Linked DNA regions of Mus musculus: region 2 is linked to region 1. Evidence: chromatin contacts called from public HiChIP or PLAC-seq data. All regions are on one chromosome and are shown on one strand. Each heading gives the region's core, a stretch centred on a gene start, on an enhancer-like site or on the middle of the called end of the contact. The rest is flanking DNA. Distances are from core to core; before and after follow the strand shown.

The links. HiChIP or PLAC-seq counts read pairs in DNA pulled down with a chosen protein or histone mark.
Region 2: an H3K27ac HiChIP or PLAC-seq map of embryonic stem cells shows a contact between it and region 1, with 9 read pairs. The contact joins two enhancer-like sites. A contact is called at or near these places in 4 of 39 promoter capture datasets (embryonic stem cells, liver and stem cell-derived epiblast-like cells), 8 of 484 Hi-C or Micro-C datasets (Sertoli cells, Th1 cells, embryonic fibroblasts and 3 more), 3 of 115 datasets of contacts at active chromatin or transcription factors (all in embryonic stem cells) and 2 of 9 other capture datasets (adipose tissue and liver).

Annotation. Positions count from the first base shown.
Region 1 is chr2:75,680,902-75,686,314 of GRCm38.p6, reverse strand. The region is part of intron 1 of Nfe2l2 (nuclear factor, erythroid derived 2, like 2); the gene reads left to right. Among named protein-coding and RNA genes, the nearest start is that of Nfe2l2, 21 kb to the left of the region's middle. Within about 2 kb of position 2,809, at least 238 of the 459 cell types and tissues checked have an H3K27ac peak or open chromatin away from gene starts, as enhancers often do. A contact at or near this core is called in embryonic stem cells and stem cell-derived epiblast-like cells, where this site is marked.
Region 2 is chr2:75,866,035-75,871,486 of GRCm38.p6, reverse strand. It overlaps Agps (alkylglycerone phosphate synthase), which reads right to left. Exons shown (of 20, transcript NM_172666.3): 9 at 4,615-4,740; 10 at 3,074-3,182. Among named protein-coding and RNA genes, the nearest start is that of Gm34861, 37 kb to the right of the region's middle. Within about 2 kb of position 1,551, at least 24 of the 459 cell types and tissues checked have an H3K27ac peak or open chromatin away from gene starts, as enhancers often do. A contact at or near this core is called in embryonic stem cells and stem cell-derived epiblast-like cells, where this site is marked.

The sequences.
Region 1 (5,413 bases), core at 1,560-4,059:
TTAATTGGTTAGATCCAAAAGTGACCATGAGTATTAAATAATTTAGTTTGGGGAACCCTGAAAATGGATAAAGGAGCTTGAAGCATTGAGAAATATCAGCAGTTTCTGTGAAGAGTCTCTGATTCGAGGCCTCCCTCCTTCAGCTGACCCATCAGAGAGGTCAAGGGTGGAGGCAGCAAGGCGCGGAGTTGCCTGCCTGGTCTCCTGATTTGTTTCCCCTCAGGTGAAGTAGATGAGGAAGATGGAAGCAGTGTTCCTGAAGGTTCTTTTGGTAATGATGTGTGTGTGTTCTAACAGTAACTGAAGTGTGTTCATCAAGTGCTTTCTCTGTGTGGCTTGCTCACTCAGAATGGGCAGAGTCCAGCAACTGTATCCTAAGGATTGCTGTTCTCCTGACAGAGTAAGGGCCACCCTGCACCAGCACAGCCAGATTGTAACTCTTGAAAGCCAAGTGTGAAACTTGTGGAGAAGTCAGAGCTTGGTGGTTTCTCCACCAGGTAGGTGGGGTTACCCAGGGTTTGAAAAGTGAATGTCCTTGGTGATTTCATTTTGACCACAGAACAGCTATGCCTCTGGAGAAAGTCGGGCTTCTGACTGCCTTCACTTTCCAGCTTTGCGTAGTCTTGCATCATGTTGCAGGTTATGGGCTGCGTAATGGGTGAGAGTTCCAGTAAGCTGGCCGGGTCCTATTTCTTAGATTGAGTGAGTCATTCCTAAGAACCTTGCTTGAGAACAGGAAGCAGCCCATGGACGTTTCTGTGCATGGTAATGTAGCCTGCCAGGCTGAGGAAGCAGACACTTTCTAGCTCAGACCAAGTGGAGGATGTCTCCAGGCCTCTGGAGTGGTGCTTTCGTGACCGGGGCTTTAACCTTGCTGAGTGATTTGTATTTGGTACGAATTCAGAAATTTTTATGTGGTGAAAATCTCTAGTTGTTGATTATTGAGATAGGATTTCTGTAGGAGGAAAACTTGGGTTGGCTGGTGTTGAGTATTAATAGTCTGCCAAGTATATATGAGTTGTTTAACTAGGTCTTTCTAATATTGCTGAGGTAACACACATAAACAGCAATAGTGTACCTGATTTAGATGACTGTAAGGCCCTCTGTGACCCTACACTATTCTGTATTTTAATTATTCCGTATATTTTAATCACCTATTTCATAGTAGTAGCAGAAAGAATTAGAAAATTAATCCGTGAAAACCAAAAGAACTTGGTGTGGGGCTGACTACAGTGAGCCATAGGCCTGTCTTCTGCCTTTGGAGTCTTTGTTGAAAAGCAGATGGCATTATATTGTCTACCATGTAATGCAGTGTGGGACAGGAACCTTCGAGAAGTAAATGGGCAAATATTTAGAAATGCAACAGTCATAAGTAAGATAGATTTAAAAGACACATCTGCCTGGAGTCATTTATTACTACAAGTAATACTGCAGGTATTAATAAATAAAGTGTTTATTTATTAGGCAGTAAGACCACAGAGTAGGGCTTTGTAAATGAAGGTTAATTATGCAGCTGGTTATTCAACTGTTAAGGTTTGGGCATTCCTTCAGTGCACTCACAGACGCTGCCAGCCCTCCCCTGGGTGACTTTCAGACTGTAGAACATGAGTCTTGTTTTCTATCTGGTTTTATTCAAAAATACTTAGGCATTGTCTGTTGACAGGGGAGCTAAACCAGGTTTACTTTCTAGGTGAATAATATATATTCAGCTGGGCATCATAGGAGATATAGGATGGGCACTGTAGCCAAGTGTTCTTCACTCTCGATGTTCTAGTAACGAATGTGTGCATGAAGAAGAGAATGCCGAGAAGCAAAGGGTAAACTAAGGTGGGTATTTGGGGTGTGCGTACACCTTATGCAACCCCAGCATTTGGGAGCTTGAGTGAGGAGGAGGAGGATGCATCTGAGGTCAGCCTGACCTCCATAGTGAGATCCCTAATAAAAGGGGGTGGGGGGAGAACAAGCTTTCCTATAGAGTTAGGAGTAAAGACCCATTTTATTCTGTGCTAAATGACAAGTACAGTTTCTTATTGTTAGCGGCTTGTTGAGCTACTGTTTTTGTGGTAGTTGAAAGATGGCATAGTGGGTAAAGGTGCCTGCTCCCAACCTGATGATGGCCTTAGTGCCTGAGACACACATGGTAGAGGGAGAGAAACAGCTCCTGCAGGCTGCCCTCTGACCTCTATTTATACTCTGTGGCACATGTGTCTGGTTCCCACCCCTCCTGCTACCACCCCAATAAAAAGTAATAAAAATCCGTACTTTAAGATACAATTTTGCCGGGCGTGGTGGCGCACGCCTTTAATCCCAGCACTCGGGAGTCAGAGGCAGGTGGATTTCTGAGTTCGAGGCCAGCCTGGTCTACAAAGTGAGGTCCAGGACAGCCAGGTCTATACAGAGAAACCCTGTCTCGAAAAAAAACCAAAAAAAAAAAAAAAAAAAAAAAGATACAATTTTTAATTTCAATAATATGCCAAGGTCTCAGTTTACTGAAGAACTTTATTGTAGGGTGGGAATCATTTTAAAATCTTTTGCTAAATGTTTGTTCAAAGACTGGCTTGAAATATAATATGGCTTCAGTGTTCAAGGTCTCTGTTTATCCTTGTGCAGAGATGTTTATTTCAAAATGCCCTGACTTTGTTGTCAAACTGTACCCTTCCACGAGGCCTGTGATGGATTACCCAGACAGCAAATAATTATTACACATTTTGAATCTAACTTTTTGTTGGAGCAGATGGTGGTAGAACATGAATTGTCCAACATTCTGCTTCCTTCTGTCTCTTGCGTAAGCTAAGTTTGTAGTGGAACTTGGAGCACACTCAGGAATCCGTAAGTGGCAGGCAGCATTTGCCCCGTACACCACGAGGCTCACCCTGGCACTTAGGTTACCTACCCTTGGGCAGCTTTTTCCAGTCTAAGAAAATATCTGTTGGAGTGCTGTGCTAGCTGTTGTCTGCTTTCGGGTCGTCGTCCCCCCGTCCCCCAGACTGTTTATGTGGCCTTCCCTCCTGGGAGACCCACACGGTCAGGGTCGGACAGCTAGCTGCTTTTCAGAACTTTGGCAAGAGCAGTGTTAGTCCTCCTTAGATGCTTCTCTTCCCCGCTGTCTGCTGTCTTGTTCTTGCTTGTTAGGGGCTCCACCCTAGCATTTCCTCTGAGATGCTGTTCAGGTTTCACAAAGCAGTGGTTCGGGGATAGGTCTTTGTGGTGTAAGTCATGCGCCAGTCACGGGGTTCCTTACAGGAAATGCTGAGTGCTTTGTTCATTGCAGAAAATAGCACTTGTGCTGTGGGCCTCCCAGGCAGTGCTTTGGGTTAACAGACTTGTGTACAGTATTTCTTCCCAGGGTAATGCTTTGACTGTTTCATACAGTCTCATCCAGTCTCTGAAGCTAGGTCATTGTGACACACACTTGTAATCCAAGCTTTGGAAAGCTGGGGCAGGAGGATTGCTGTGAGCTCGAATCCATCTTGGGCTTCAGTATGAAATTTTGTCTTAAGAGGTGGGAAAAGGGGGGCTGGAGAGATGGCTCAGAGGTTAAGAGCACTGGCTGCTCTTCCAGAGGTCCTGAGTTCAATTCCCAGCAACATGGTGGCTCACAACCATCTACAATGGGATCTGATGCCTTCTTCTGGTGTGTCTGAAGACAACTACAGTGTACTCATACATGACATGAATTTTTAAAAAAACAAAAAAAAAAAAGAGGGAAAAAAGGGGGCTGGAGAGGTGGCTTAGCAGTTAAGAGCACTGCCTGCTCTTCCAGAGGTCCTGTGTTCAATTCCCAGCAACCACAAGGTGGTTCACAACCATCTGTAACGGGGTCTGATGCCACCTTCTGGTGTGTCTGAAGAGAACAATGGTGTACTCATATACATAAAGTAAATTTAAAAATCTTTAAAAAAAAAAAAAAAAGGCGGGGGAGAGGTGGGGGAAGCAAGTGCAAGGCCCTGGGTTTGGTCATCACCTCTGAAGAAAAAATTACAAAAGATAAAGTGTGCCATGCTCTTGGGCTGGCAAGATGGCTCAGTAAGAGCACTGACTGCTCTTCTGAAGTTCCTAAGTTCAAATCCCAGCAACCACATAGTGACTCACAGCCACCCATAATGAGATCTGACGCCCTCTTTTGGTACATCTGAAGACAGCGACAGTGTACTTCTGTATAATAATAAATAAATCTTGGGCCAGAGCAAACAGGGACTGAGCGAGCGGGGTTGGCCGGAGTGAGCAGAGGTCCTAAAAATTCAATTCCCAACAACCACATGAAGGCTCACAACCACCTGTACAGCTACAGTGTACTCATACACATAAAATAAATAGATAAATCTTAAAAAAAAAAAAGAGGGAAAAAATCAAATTTCAGACATTTTCCTTCTGAAACTTGTGTGGAAATCTAAAACAGCAAAATGTGTTGGGCACAGGAAGAAACTCACTGTTGCTGCATTCAGATAAGAATGTCTGAATTCAGACCTATGACCAGATCACTCTGAACATGGGCTGGTGCTATTTGATGCTAAGCAGGATCAGCGCTGGCTTGTACTCTGATAGGAAGATGTGTGCTGTTTAGGAATCCAAAGTATAAAAGTTGCTTAAAATCGGCTTGTTTTTACTTTTTAAAACTTATAAGGTTAATCGTGTGTGTGTGTGTGTGTGTGTGTGTGTGTGTGTGTGTGTGTGTGTGTGTGTGTGTGTGTGTGTAGAAGCTAGAGGTGTCAGATTTCCTAGAGCTGGAGTTCCAGGCAGTTGTGAGCAGCGTCACGTGGGTGCCAGGTCCTCCGGGCAGTGCATGGTCTTCACTGCTGAACCTTTCACCAGCTAGGTTTTAAAAAGCAGTTTTCTTTTTCTTTTGCACGCTTTATAGCACAGCTCTGAAAGTGCAGAGAACTTCCCGGACTCTATGAAGCCTGTGTGGGTGCCAGACAGGGATCACACTGGATGTCCCTGGCCCACTGGAACAATTAGATGACAGCCAGGTATGGGTGGCATATGCCTGTAATCCCAGCACTGGGGAGATGCAGGCAAGAAGATAGGAGTCAAGGCTATCTTTTTGGCACATAATAAGTTTGTGACCAGCAACCCATGAACAATTAAGTGTAAAAACCTCTTGGTGACCTTCCTGCTGGAAATGCATGCTAGGCTGTGGGGGCCACAGTTTTAGCTCAGAGCTGTTCCAGGTGAGCTGAGCCTTCCTGGGCCTTGATAAGGATCCCCCAAGGTGTTCTTTTCTGATCATGTTACAGGAAACGAAAAACAAAGACAGACTGGGATGGTTTAGGATGTGCATTGAGGGAAAGTCATCCTAGGAAACTGTTGGTGACTGAATGGGCCTGTGACTAATATACAGCACAAGGAGGTGCTCACCGCTCTCCACATTTCAGCTACCACCTAAACTCCATGCTCTAATTTATGGATGTCT
Region 2 (5,452 bases), core at 302-2,801, 190 kb before region 1:
ACACATACACATAAAATTAAAAATAAAGGGGCACAAAAAGAATGGTGTCACCTGATTCTGAATCTGTCCTCTCCCTGTCCTCCCTGTACAAGGCCTATGACTTCAATTTTAGGAAAAAAAAAAGATTAAATAAATAAAACAAAATGCCCTATAAACTTTAAATTACCTCTAAGCAAAGATAAAAAGAAAAGCTTCCCTTCGACCTACTGTAGTTCTCAACACTAAAGGACTGCAAGTGTGAGAAGGACTGAAGGGATGCTTAAGCAGTTGACCACACAACAGAGCTGAGGGCAGAGGGGTCAATGGCTAACACCTGAAATCCCAGCATCTGGAAAACTGAGTCAAGAGGATTATAAATTTAAGACCATTCAGAGCCACACAGTAAATGCCAAGCCAGCCTAGGCTGAAGGGTAAGACCCTCTAAAAACAAGCAGACAAATAAATAAACAAAAACCAAAAAAACAGGAGCACAGGAAGATTAAAAAAAATAAAGTACAGCAATTTAAGGGACAAAGAAAATACATACAAAAGACCTTCATACAACAATAGTGCCAAAATATTATATAAAATCATAATCCTATACAGGTCCTAGAGAGGACCACATACCTATAAGGAATTGTGAAAAGGGCTAAGAAGCAAGTCAGGCATGGTAGTGCACGCCTTTAATCCTAGCACGCAGGAGACAGAGTCACGCAGATCTGAGCTTGAGGCCAGACTGGTCTTCATACAAGTTCTAAGACAATCAGAACTACATAATAAAGACCCTGTCTCAAAAAAAAAAAAAAAAAAAAAAAAAGAAGAACTACAAAGAAGAAAATGGTATGAATCAAGAAGAGCAATACTGATGAAGCAAGGAGACTGTGTGCACACATGTGTTCACCCTCAAGCATACACACAAAGCAAAGGTACTCACGCACCCACCTACCCACAACCTATCACCTACACACCCAGACACACCTACCTACCTGTACACATAAACCAACCCCCACAGCTACCACCACCACCATCACAAATAGCTAATCTATCATCAAATACTTGATATGATCTCTACCATGTCATTAGCAGACATTGTTGTTTGTTCTTTCTTTGTTGTTACTGTCAAAGATCAGAACTGATTGATAGGTTACTTCTTTACCAATGAAATGAACCAATTCAAGCTGAGTTAGAATATATTAAAGGCACTGGCCCTAAAGATGAAAGCCAAGGAAGAAGGGGAAGGGGAAGAAAGAGAGAAAGGGGGTATGTGCAAAGAAGAGAGAGGGGAGAGAGTAAGAAAGAGACCAAAATATCTGGATTATATAGAGAAGAACCTCTCAGCTGAAATTTTCAAGGTTGGGAGCAGGAACTAAGGGATGCTGGGAGAACCTGGAAGACAGGTCTGCTTTGATATGTAAAATATGCACCTCAGTCCCCAGTCCCAGGTCCTAAACCAAACACCAATGCATGAATGCCTTAATTATTTGTGAGGCTGAAAAGCACTGCAAAGTGGGTGGGGGTGGGGCTGCCTGGAACAAGAGTGCGGTCAAGGCTTGTCTAAAATCTCATCTTGAGCCTGCCAGAAGTTGGACCATTTCCGCCTTGTTCTGGGCCTCCATGTCCCTGCTCACATAGCCTTACAAGCCCTACATCTGCCAACCTTGAGGTAATCAAGTAGCCTGGTGGCCTGGTTACAGGTTAAACTTCTTTTCTCCTCATAAGGTCACATTCCAGTGTGATGGCTTGTACATGCTTGGCCCAGGGAGGGGCACTGTTGGGAGGTGTGGCCTTGTTAGAGTAGGTGTAGCCTCTTGGGTGTAGGCTTTAATACCCTTGTCCTAGCTGACTAAGAGCCAGTATTGTGCTAGCAGCCTTCAGATGAAGGAGTAGAACATGCCTGCCTGACTGCTGCCATGTTCCTGCCTTGATGATAATGGACTGAACCTCTGAACCTGTAAGCCAGCCCCAATTAAATGTTGTCCTTATAAGAGCTGACTGGTTATGGTGTCTGTTCACAGCAGAAAAACCCTAACTCCAGCAAGCACCTGGGATTCTTCAAATAAGTCATTCCCAGGCATTCCCACCACCTTGGCCCCACCCAAAGATATACATTCACCCCAAAGCCTCTACCCACTCCCCAAAGGATTTAAATGGCCTTTGTCCCCCCACCCCCCACTTAAATGAGCTGCTCAATGAGAAGTCAGTTGGTTTTTCATCTTGCTCACTGCAGAAGTCTCCTCACTGCCCTCCAACTTCCTACCCACCACCCCAAGCAGAGTAGGAACAACAGTTATTATAAGTGTTCTTTCATTTCTGAATATAACACTAAATGTTTCCAAACTCTATCTGTTCAACTCAAACCATCTTTTGAAGTAAGCAATGAGTTCTTTAGCTAAGTTAGAAACACTTTGTTTAAATTTATCATATTTCTCTAAATTTAAGGGATGTTCCTATTCCACAATCTGAAAAACAGGCCCAAGTTTACTCATACCATTCCCTTCTGTGTTTACTCGACAGCTTGCAAAACAGAAGGAATTACACATTTGGAAGATCTGAAGAATGGCATTCTAGCCTATCCAATATTAGCAAGCAAACAATGCATATTACTTACAAAATAAAAATTTAAATGACAAACAAAAGTTTAAAAGATACACGAATAATGGAATTTAAAGCAGTTTCTAAAATCATCCAACACTAAGTAATAAAACACATAATTATAGGAAAACAAGAGAGAAAGAAAATGCTTTGTCAGCCTGATAGAATTTAACTGTAATATACAAAGTTAAAATATTTAACCACTGTTTTTAAGATTCACTAAAAATTTTGAAAATAAAAACAAACAAAAAAAATCACACTGTCATTAGAAATATATAAGACTAAAGTGTAGAAGAAAACTGAGTAAGTCATTCTCAGAAAACCCTTATGAATTAAAATCTTTATGAATTAAAACATAGTAAGTCATAAAAACTCATTACTCTTTACATATATAAAGCATACCATTCTTTCAAAGATATCACAGACTGTGTGATATCACAGACTTTCACAAAATGAAGTCATTAACTTCATATTTTCCTAACAACTTTACAAATACACCAACCTTCAGATCCCATAATGAAGTGATGGATATCAGGGCCCGTTGACATACGAGGTCCTTGGGAGCTTTTCTCTATTACACCTCTAGGTGTTACCATTTTCATATGAACCACCTGTTTAATACAATGCGCAATATAAATTCCACACACCCGTTACATCTATGTCTGTACTTGCACACACACTCATTTATAATAAATTATACCTTTATAATAATACTACTTATTAAATAGTGAGCTAAGCCATAAGTTGTGATGACCTTCAGAATTCTCACATCTTTTAGTGATTTGTACACTGAGGATAAATATAATAATTTTCAACATTTTTCTAATAATTAGATACTAGTATCATGACTTAATTGTATTTTTAAGCCTATACGTCTATTAAAGAAACTTTTTGTGAGTTCTACTGTAGCCACAAAGACTAAGATACCAGTCTTCTTAGCACTTACATAAAAGCTATGCAACTTATGAGCTTCAAAGGACACTTAAGTTACAAAGAAATTTAAAAACATAATATGCTACATAATAACTCATGCAGTAAGCATGTTAGTTGTATGCACAATCATTGTCCCTTAAAAAATCTTTAGGGAAAAAAAAGTAAACTACACACTGCAGTGGTCTATCAAGTACTTGTTTGACTTATTAAGCTCTTAATAATCTACAACCCAAAATTAGTTTTCTCTACAACTGGGTTTAGATTTAATACAAAAAAGAAAACTGTAGTTTTTCATTTCTTAAACAGAATACGAAGCATTTTGAAAGAGTTCATGTAAAATACTGGATACTGGTAAGAGCTACTGTCTCTCGTGAAATTTATCTGATATTCCTCTCAACGGAAGTATTAATAAAAACCCTGAGAACTTAGGCTTGAAAAGCAAACCAAGAACAATGTTAGGAATATTACTTCAATTAAACAGCCTCATAGGTTCTTCTAAAGTACAATCAACTACCAGCATTGCCTGCCTGTAACCCCAGCAAATGAAATGGAAATAGGAAAATTGCAAGTTTGAGGCCAGCCTAGGCTAAGTAGCAAGATCATGCAGGAAAATATCAAGTTAAATAAATATTATCGAAATACTGAATATTAACAAAAAAATCATGAAGAACCTACTATACATCAGATTGGTGAAATTTTCTTTTAATGTCCTTTACTCAAATAATAGTTCTAATATAAATTATTGATTTTACAGAAAAGCAAAGTGAAGCTGGGAAAGGTAAACCAATTTGCCAAGGTCATGCACCTAATCCCCAGAAAAGCTCAAATGCAATAAATGTCACCAAATATCTAATAAGGGGCCCAGAGTCACAACACTGTCGTGCTCCCAGAAGACTGGCACATGTTTAACATGACAGCTTATATAACTACTCAACAGAACCATTTCAGTGAGGTTCTTCAACTGTACAGAGAAAAAAGAATTCCTTCAGAAAAGGCAAATATAAAATCTCCTACAGCAAGAATATCACCAAAAAAGACTAAACTCTTGATAAACTTGTAAACTAGGTATTTGTGTATTTTAAGTTAGACAGTAACTAGAAATAAATTTACCAGGTCCTCAATATTGCCATAGATATTTTTCTTCATGCCTGACGCTCGAGTAGATATCCATCCTCCCACGGTGCTGAATTCCAGGGAGTCCGGTTCATGACCTGTACAATAACCACTTTCTTTAAGCTGCAAAGGAAAAATTTTAAATTTTACTGGCAAAAATGGTCCCATTTCATACAGCATTCAACACAATCTATTCAACTCCTTCTGTTTCTAGTATTTTTGACACATTAAAACCTGTAAGTAAATATATATATACATATGTGTGTGTGTATATGTGTGTGTGTGTGTGTGTGTGTGTATTGCCTAATGGAAAACTTTCATAAAACTGAAAAGGTATGGGACAAAAAAACACTACTGTTCACAGTACTTTGTTTTTAAAGCCAGCTGACTCTTCCTTGTGCCCTAACCCCTTCAAGAAACATGTTTAATACTTATGGAGATCAGATTATGCTTAAATAATTGCCAAATTCACCTAACACTTTCAATAAATAAAGCACTTCATCTCTCACTTTCCCCTACCCTAATATAATATGCAGCAGGCCTCCAGAAAACCTGAGCAAATTGCCTGTACTTAACTCTCTCAAGGAGTCATGTGTTTTAATGTACAGCCATCTGGCTAAGCTTCCCAGATGCAATACCATCATTTACTTGTGATGTGGACCAAGCATGCTTGTGCATTAAATAGTCACTTGTTTCTCATTTTTCTATATTAGCTTGGCTTCACCATCTGCACAGCACCTGAGGTTGAATGGATGCCCTTTACTGCAACAACACCGAAGCCACTCCACTGGAATCATTTCAGAGTCTCGGTCATCTCCTGTCCAATGGTACAGAC